Linked DNA regions of Sus scrofa: all the other regions are linked to region 2. Evidence: chromatin contacts called from public HiChIP or PLAC-seq data. All regions are on one chromosome and are shown on one strand. The core of a region is the stretch at or near the end of the contact, and the rest is flanking DNA. Distances in the headings are between cores, read along the strand shown. Region 1 overlaps NMNAT1 (nicotinamide/nicotinic acid mononucleotide adenylyltransferase 1). Region 2 overlaps UBE4B (ubiquitin conjugation factor E4 B). Region 3 overlaps CTNNBIP1 (beta-catenin-interacting protein 1).

What was found. HiChIP or PLAC-seq counts read pairs in DNA pulled down with a chosen protein or histone mark.
Region 1: a contact with region 2 is called in an H3K27ac HiChIP or PLAC-seq map of skeletal muscle. The contact joins two enhancer-like sites. A contact is called at or near these places in 1 of 5 promoter capture datasets (liver) and 1 of 2 datasets of contacts at active chromatin or transcription factors (skeletal muscle).
Region 3: an H3K27ac HiChIP or PLAC-seq map of skeletal muscle shows a contact between it and region 2. The contact joins two enhancer-like sites. A contact is called at or near these places in 2 of 47 Hi-C or Micro-C datasets (embryonic fibroblasts and skeletal muscle) and 1 of 2 datasets of contacts at active chromatin or transcription factors (skeletal muscle).

What each region holds. Positions count from the first base shown.
Region 1 is chr6:70,304,891-70,307,590 of Sscrofa11.1, reverse strand. NMNAT1 (nicotinamide/nicotinic acid mononucleotide adenylyltransferase 1) reads right to left here. Exons shown (of 7, transcript XM_021095306.1): 6 at 2,116-2,520; 7 at 188-1,880. The coding sequence ends at 2,120. Among named protein-coding and RNA genes, the nearest start is that of RBP7, 7.1 kb to the left of the region's middle. Within about 2 kb of position 1,355, at least 2 of the 83 cell types and tissues checked have an H3K27ac peak or open chromatin away from gene starts, as enhancers often do. A contact at or near this core is called in skeletal muscle, where this site is marked.
Region 2 is chr6:70,444,927-70,447,746 of Sscrofa11.1, reverse strand. UBE4B (ubiquitin conjugation factor E4 B) reads right to left here. Exons shown (of 27, transcript XM_021095312.1): 22 at 989-1,133. Among named protein-coding and RNA genes, the nearest start is that of KIF1B, 49 kb to the left of the region's middle. Within about 2 kb of position 1,381, at least 19 of the 83 cell types and tissues checked have an H3K27ac peak or open chromatin away from gene starts, as enhancers often do. A contact at or near this core is called in skeletal muscle, where this site is marked.
Region 3 is chr6:70,198,361-70,201,082 of Sscrofa11.1, reverse strand. The region is part of intron 3 of CTNNBIP1 (beta-catenin-interacting protein 1); the gene reads left to right. Among named protein-coding and RNA genes, the nearest start is that of CLSTN1, 34 kb to the right of the region's middle. Within about 2 kb of position 1,387, at least 14 of the 83 cell types and tissues checked have an H3K27ac peak or open chromatin away from gene starts, as enhancers often do. A contact at or near this core is called in skeletal muscle, where this site is marked.

The DNA of each region.
Region 1 (2,700 bases), core at 106-2,605, 140 kb after region 2:
AGTACGGCTCCAACTCCTAAACTCCAACAGCTGAGAAGCAGAAGGACAAACCTCATCTCTATGATCTGAGGTTACAACTCGTTCAGCAGATAAGCGACTGAGAACACTGGGTACCAGGCTTGGCGCCTCCCTGTCTCCGAGAAGGGGGCCCATTGGCTTGAGGAAGAGTAAGTCAGGAGCTGTAGAATTTACATTTGTCAACTTTATTTAACACTTTTTAAAACTGTGGTTTCAGATCTAACTATCTGATTGCACTGGTGTAAGTGTTTTTTTTTTTTTTTTCCCTTCTGCAGAGGTAGAAATCCTTCATCTAGAAGGGTATAGTTAGAAATGTGAAGTATTAGGTGTAGGTATGTAAAGGTAATTATTTAATTTTCTTTAGAAATTAAACTTTAGGAAGTTCCCATTGTGGCTCGGCAGTAATGAGCCTGACTAGTGTCCATGAGGATATGGGTTCGATCCCTGGCCTCGCTCAGTGGGTTAAGGATCTGGCATTGCTGTGAGTTGTGGTGTAGGCCAGCAGCTGTAGCTCTGATTTGACCCCTAGCCTGGGAACGTCCATATGCCGCAAGAAAAAAAAAAAAAAGAAATGTAACTTTAGCCCTGTTTCAATCTCAAAATGATGCTTGGGAACCATAAAACTATTCTAGAAAAGGCTCCTTCTGGTCATCTTGCTTTACTAATTGGTAAAACTTCCACAACGTTTTAATCAGTAGCAAACCATAGAATAAGTTTGTGCTTTTCACATAAAGCGATGCTTTGGGTTATTATCTGAGTGGTCTACTTTGGTTAAAGTTCATGCAAAAGGACAAGAAGAGAAAAGGCAAACAGTTCTGCTGAAATTCACCAACGGCAGACTCACAGCAGCTGGAAGAGAAACAGCAGGACTCTTCAGAAGCTTGAGAGTTTGGATTGACATCATGGAGCTTTCTCGACCACAAGCCACTCATCAGGGCCCGAAATCTTGGGCTAAAGGAGCTCCCGGGCTGATCCAGGGTGGCATTGCTCAAGTCCATTCAGCTTTCAAGTTCTCAGGAAAGGCTAAAAGCATTCACATTTCATACAAGCCCTGAATGAGGTCTCATTCTCTGCCGCCTGTTTCGGGGAGCACAAGGTCCCCTCTGAAGCTGTTCCTGAAGATACAGGAAGATGGTGGAGGGCAGGGCTGGCATGTGAGCCACGTCGGGGCTGTGCTAAGAGAATGTGCACAACACGCAGAAGGCCCTCTACCTCTCGTGGGCTCCGAAACACCTGGGCACCTTTCTAAACATTCGGGGACTGGACCCTCCCCTCCCTCCAAAGCTGGGGCTGCAGGCCAATGTGCCTCAGCCAAGCTTCGCTGACCTTCTGAGGTATGCCAGACACCAGGAACCGTTGGTGTAAAGTTTCTGCCAGGCCATTCGCAGCCTGCAGTGCACACAGCTGGAGACGATGGGTCGGTTAGGCATTTTACAAGCTATTTTAAGAATTCTTTGGCCTGGCAATAGGTATGCATAAAATGCTCGTTCCTTTCATAACTAAAGGTAGGATCTTAAATGGACGCTTTTCGCACTTGACTTCGCTGTGTGGTCAAGCCAGGAGGTCCTTTTTGGTTTGTTTCTTTCTGGCTACGCCCACAGCAAATGGAAGTTCCTGGGGCCAGGGATGGCCCATACTGCAGACGCTACCTGAGCCAAGGCAAGGACAATGCCAGATTTTTAACCCACTGTGCCACAAGGGAACTCCTAGAATGTCCTTTTTGAATTCTTTTTGCAGTTAGTTTGATTCTCTTCGGATTTTAGTGCTGCTAATCTCTTGTTTTAAAGACGAAGGGATCTGGGAGTTCCCGAAGCTTCAGCTTGAATTCAATCCCTGTCCTAGGAACGTCCATACCAGTGTGGCTGAAAAAGGAAAAAAAGGGGGGGATTTTTATATTCTAAACAAATAAACAGACAAATAAAACATTGAAAACAGTCATCTTGGCAACTTCTGATGAAAAGATAAACCTGATTTTAATTTAGTAACAAACTACTCTGAAGCTTTACTTTATTAGAGGATTCAACTCCTTCTCCCAGTTGCTAACACCCGGATTGCTTCCACTCCCAAAAGGCAAGTCCAAACTACCCTGCTGGAGACCTGCTCATGCGTCAGTGCCCCCGGTGTTCCTCTGCAAAGGAGCCAGGATGATGCCAACATTCCTCTCTTCGCTCTCGGAGCTGTAGAGACCGTGCTCTTCAATGTACTCCTGGACAAGATCCGGGACCAAGTAGCGGATGCTCTGGCCCCTGCGGAGGGCTCGCCGGATCTTCGTGGATGAGATGTCGTTGGTGATCCATTCGTTCACCAGGTGGATGTTGTTCTGATGTTTCCACAGCACGTCGGATTCATAGATGAACTTCTGAGTGTCATTTCCAGCCCGGGTGATACATATGAGCCCATAGTCTCCCACGATTTTGGTGATGTCCTCGCTCTTCCACAGATTGGGGACCCCGAAGGACTCCAACAGATCTGCTCCACACAGCAACTTCACCTTTGGCACACCTGGGACGAAGAGGAAAACAGAGCATGGGGCCCTGCCTTTTCATTAAAAATTTTTTTCTCGGAGTTCCCATTGTGGCTCAGTGGGTTAAGAACCTGGCTAGTATCCATGACGATGTGGGTTTGATCCCTGACCTCACTCAGTGGGTTAAGGACCCAGCCGTGAGCTGGGTGGTGTAGGTC
Region 2 (2,820 bases), core at 132-2,631:
CAACTACCTCCGTGCCATTCACCATCTCTCCTCATGGCTTTCCCCCAAGGCAGGGGTTATCTCTGAGTTGTGGGTGAGCAAACAGCGATGAAGGAACTTTGCATGTGTGGCAGTGCCAGTTCTCAAAGTCGGGGCCGCTGGACCCCATAGCTGGGGCTCTTTCAACCAGAGCTTATCTATTTTTCCAGCACATTCTGCAGAGCCTGGGGACTGGTCCAGACTGGAGCCGACAGCCTGAGACAAGGGGTAAGCTTGGAAGGATGCCTGATAGCGACCCTGGGGCGGTGTGGAGCCTCAGGGCAAACGGAAAGCTGCGGGAGGAGAGGGTGCTGGAGGCGCAGCAGCGAAGCCGTGTCAGGGGTGCACACAAAAGCAGCTCTGATTCTAACAAAACCAGGAGCAGAACTGGCCAGGGGCTCTCAGAGGCCTAGAAACCAACCGCGGAACCATCTACGCGGCTGCAATAAGCTCAGGAGAGGGCGGTACGCTGTCCCTGGCCCAGACTGAATTTCTCATGGAACCTGGCACAGCAGGCCTCCTTTCTATTAATAACTGAATATGAAAGCCATGTTCGACTGAAAGGAAAAAAAAAAACGCCATCAGCGTCCTCCTGAGTTATTCACACAGTTGTCTAAAGAAGATCACAGAACAAATCAAATTCTTGTCTAGCAGACAGAATTGTAGATACGTATCTCTTAGCTACCTTCCTAAATCTTAACCAACATACTCAAACAAAAAAAGCTCTTCACTAAAACAGCCCTTTAAAATTAAAAAGGCAGGGCACGTTTTCAGGACAGATTCTCAAAGACGTCTCAACCCGCCTCTCAGCTTCAAGTCAAGTGTGTAAGGCTCCTCCTGCCCCAAACCTGCCCTCTAACTTCAGGGAAGCCCACAGGTGGGGGGTCTCGGGCACTGACAGGTCCGTCGGAGCTACAGACCCACAGGTGCAGCCCCACGAAGCCGTCCCCGCCCCGGGCCATGTCCTCACCCGGGGCAGCTGGTCCCATTGTTCTTTGTTCTTCATCTCCTCTTGCACTTCGTGGATCCGCTTCAGAGACTCCAGACTTTCATCCAGCAAAAACGTCGTGTCATTTATCAGCATGTTTATATAGCGGACGAACTGCTTCCCAGAACTAAAAAGGCAATTACACGGTACGTGGTCACACATTTCCCCGAGGCCAATGCGGCGGCAGATCCCAGAGCCGAAGGGCTGCCACCCCAAGCGCCTCCCGCCTGGCCCTTCAGGACCGCCTGCCTTGGCGCCATCAAGCACTGCGACCCTCGCGTCTCTCCTTAGATTCGGGGTTATTCTATTCACTGTAGGCACGGTCCAGCTTACACTGTGCTGGAGCCACCCTGCACGGCTCAGGAGAGCCAACTGCTCACATTCTAGAATTTTGTGAGCAGACTCCCTTGGCAGCTTAAATCTGGCAACAGTGGGAAGTATTTATACCCTGGAAAACCAGCAAATGCTGATTTTTTTTTTTTCTCTAGAGTGGGTTTACCAGCACGCCCTTGGCTTGCTCCCTCCATGATTTTAAGTAGAGAAAACATTCTTCCAGAACAGAAAAGAAAACCTGCTTTAACTCGCCAAGATAAAAGGGAAGCACAAACACCCAGAGACCAGAGATAAGAGAACTACCGATACGGTTATTATCCCTTATTGTAAAGAAAGACACACTGAGGAAAAATTGGAAGCTGTAATACTGATAAAGCAGGATATTAACATAATTTATAGAAACAGAATCTTCCAATCTCGAGGACTGTCCTGCATATCCTAGTCTCTAAGGGAACTGCTGGTGAGCTGAGATGCAATGGCCCACCTGTTACTCTGGACCTGCCAGATTATTAGAGAAAAGAGAAGCTGCTTTCAGGATCTGCTACTGGGTCATCCGAGGGCAGTGAGCCCTGGCCTGGGGAAGAGAAGGGGCAGTGAGCACAGGCCTTGTCCTCTGGACACGGAGGAGGCCTGGACTTCAGGCACATGGAAAGTTCAGGATGAGGATTCCTCATCAGCACCATGCAGATCGAGCTGTGGGTCTGTTGGGTGTCCTCAACTCAAGCCGAGCTTTTGTCGGAATGTAATTCTGAGGACAAGAGCAGTTCGTGGAAACAAAGAATTAAAGAGTTTACTTTGCAGAAAGCTATCTAGCAAATGGCTATGCCACTGGTTAATACGTACACTGCTGACTAGTAACTCAGTTAACAAGTGACAACTAGGCTTGGTCAAAGACTGAATCCAGGCTGCGAGAGATCTACGTAGATGGGATAAGGTGTCTTCAGAAAGAACTCTTTCTTCAAGAGTTCTACATTTTTCATCTGCCTTTTCTTTTCAACTTTCGTTGGATTTTAGTGGATGGACAATGCTGTGTTAGTTTCGGGGGTAGAGCAAAGTGATTCAGTTATACATATACATGTTATCTATTCTTTTCCAGATTCTTTCCCCATATAGGTTATCGCAGAATATTGAAGAGTTCCTTATGTCATACAGCGGGTCCTTGTTGGTTTACCTTTCTTTCTTAAGCACTCTTCTCTTTAAAGTAACAGATGGGGACTACCTGTCATGGTGCAGGGGAAATGAATCCGACTAGGAACCATGAGGTTGTGGGTTTGATCCCTGGCCTTGCTCAGTGGATTAAGGATCTGGCATTGCCGTGAGCTGTGGTGTAGGTCACAGATGTGGCTCAGACCTGGCGTTGCTGTGGCTGTGGTGTAGGCCGGCAGCTGGAGCTCCGATGAGACCTGTAGCCTGGGAATCTCCATATGCCGAGAGTGTGGCCCTAAAAATAAAAGACAAAAAAAAATAAAGTAACTTGGATG
Region 3 (2,722 bases), core at 138-2,637, 250 kb after region 2:
ATCCCTGGCCCAGGAATTCCATATGCTGTGGATGCAGCCAAAAAACAAGAAAAAGAAAAAAAAAAGAAGAAGAAGAAGAAGAAGAAAGTCATTGGGAAAGATTAGAAACAGCAGAAGAGCTTAGAGATTCCTATCTCATAGTTGGAGTAACTGTTACCTTGTGTTAATTGCTTTTCTTTCTTTTTTTTTTTTTTTTTTTGTCTTTTTAGGGCCACACCCACAGTATATGAAGGTTCCCAGGCTAGGGGTCCAATCGGAGCTGTAGCCGCTGGCCTACACCACAGTCACAGCAACACGGGATCTGAGCTGCGTCTGCAACCTACACCTCACACAGCTCGTGGCAATGCCGGATCCTTAAGCCACTGAGCGAGGCCAGGGATCAAACCTGCGTCCTCATGGATGGTAGTCAGTTTCGTTAACCAATGAGCCACGACAGAAACTCCTATCTTCTGTTAATTTCCCAGCAGCCCTTGAATACTTACGTATTTCTATTATAAAGTTGAGACCATACAGTGTAACATTTTAATATCCTTTTAAAAAAAAAAATGCTATGGCTGCTCCTGTGACATATGAGGGCAGAGACTGAATCTGGGCCTGAGCCGCTGCAGTGCCAATGCCAAGTCCCCAGCCCTCTGTGCCACAAGAGAACTCCAGTGTGCCCTCATTTTTTTTTTTTTTATCCGCTTTTTACTGTTGGACATTGGTTTCTCATGTTTGCTGTTAATTATAACAGCAAACATTGACTGAGTTTCTTCCAGGTTCCATGTCAAGTGGCACATAACATTAGCCCAGGGAATCAGGCAGGAGCTGTCCCAGGCCCACTTTCACGAGTAGAAAACTGGCCCGGGCAGTGACAGGTTCAAGGCCATGGAACAGGTCATGCAGGTCCAGGGTGTGGCCAGCAGAGAACGTCCAGGAGAGGCTTACGGGCCATGTGCGTTTCTAAGCAGAACAGCGTTCTAGCTGAGGAGCAGGCGTCACATAGGCAATCGGCACAGCGTGCCAGGAGGGCACGAAACACTGGAAGGGTTTTCTGCTGCCTTGTTATTCTGGGTCTTCACCTCCAGGCGCCTTTGAACGTGCTAGTCGCCTTTGAGCTCCGGTCTCTCCCTGCCCCAGCTCCGCACAGAGGACAGACGCCCTGCAAGGGCCAGTTCCAGGTCCCCAGTGCCCTTGGCAAAGGCCTCTGTGTGGCCGGTCTCCCGTGGAAATGCCACCCTCATGCTGTGACTGGTATAGACCCTGGGCCAGCCATCCCGGGGCGCAAGGGACCCCGTCTAGACGTGGCCCATTTCATTAAGGAAGCCCTCGTCCTTTCTCTTCCCTGCTTCTTGGCCCTGGAGCGGCAGTGCTGGCACGGGGGCTCCTCAGGCCTGTTCCAGCCTCTGATCACACTCTTGCTTGGCGAGACTTTCCAGGGAAGGTCCCCGGCCTGAGCCAGCTGGGCGGTCCCAGGGCTCTGCCGGCTTTCCCCCTCGGAAGCCAAGGCTGCCGGCTCAGGCTCTGCTGCTGCCAGAGAGCCTAAAATAGGTCATTTGGTCTCAGGGTTACACCACAGACCTTGTTAAAATAGCTGTGGTCTTGGGCAACCCAGCATGGAGCCAGCGGCCAAGGGGAAGGCCACCCGTTGCAGACACTTCCAGAGACCCAGCAGGCTCCCCCCTCTGCTCATCACCCTGCTTGACCCTCTCAGCGGCCTGTGGGTCGGGGTGCTGGCACGAGCTGGCCTTCTTCCTGGAATGCTCGCCCATGCCTCTGGCCCCTGCCCTTTCACTGCCTCCATGCCACCCTCTGTGCCCACCCGGGTCGGCCCGGCTTCCTCTTCTCGTTCTAGAACTGCCTGCGGATCTGTCCACATCATGTCAGGAGCCCCGCTGGGCTGGGCTCTGCTGTGTGTGCCGTCTCGCATTTGGCCATGGTCCAGCTGTGGCACAGAGCAGGGGTCTGTCGGGTCCTTTGGAGACCTCCGAGGCTCCCTCTGTGTGGGGACCGGCTGCCAGGGGTTCTGAGAGCCCCTCTGCCCACGTGCGGCTCCGAGGCTTCTCTCAGAGGTGCCAGGTGATCACCAGCTCTGGACTGAAATTACAGTCAGGCCCCGGGAGAATTCACCCGGTGGGATGGGAAGCTAATCATTTTTAACGTTAATCAACACTTCCATGAGAATTCCCTGGAACCTAGTGATAGTAACATTGGACCAAAAAAAATCTCATATACGTTGAATCCAACTGAAAACTCAACCAGAAGGACTTGGTATGTGAGAACCTGCATCACAGAAAAAGAAAAAAGCATCCAGGAGCTCCCCCAGTGGTTCAGTGGGTTAAGGACCTGGTGTTGTCGCGGCTGTAGTTCGGTTCAGTGCTGTGGTGTAGTTTTAGTCCCTAGCCTGGGAACCTCCGCATCCCTAGGGCATGGCCAAAAAAGAAACAAACAAGCAAACAAAAAACAACCCCAAGAAAAGGTGAGGGTGGGGCTGAAGAGCAGAGCTGGCCGCTCCTTACAGCATCTGGTTCTGGCCTGCGCCTGGCTGCCTTCACCCGCCTTGGCGTGATGGGTCCTGTCCTGTTGAGCTGAGAGCAGGGGCCTCCAAGCCCTTGCGCACCTCTGCACCCACCTCCCAACACCCCGGCAGAGGCAGACCACTCTCCCAGAGAAGAGCATCAGGGGCCGCTCAGGCCAGCGATGGCACAGTCCTGCTCATACCAGGCCGTTGATCTGACAGCCC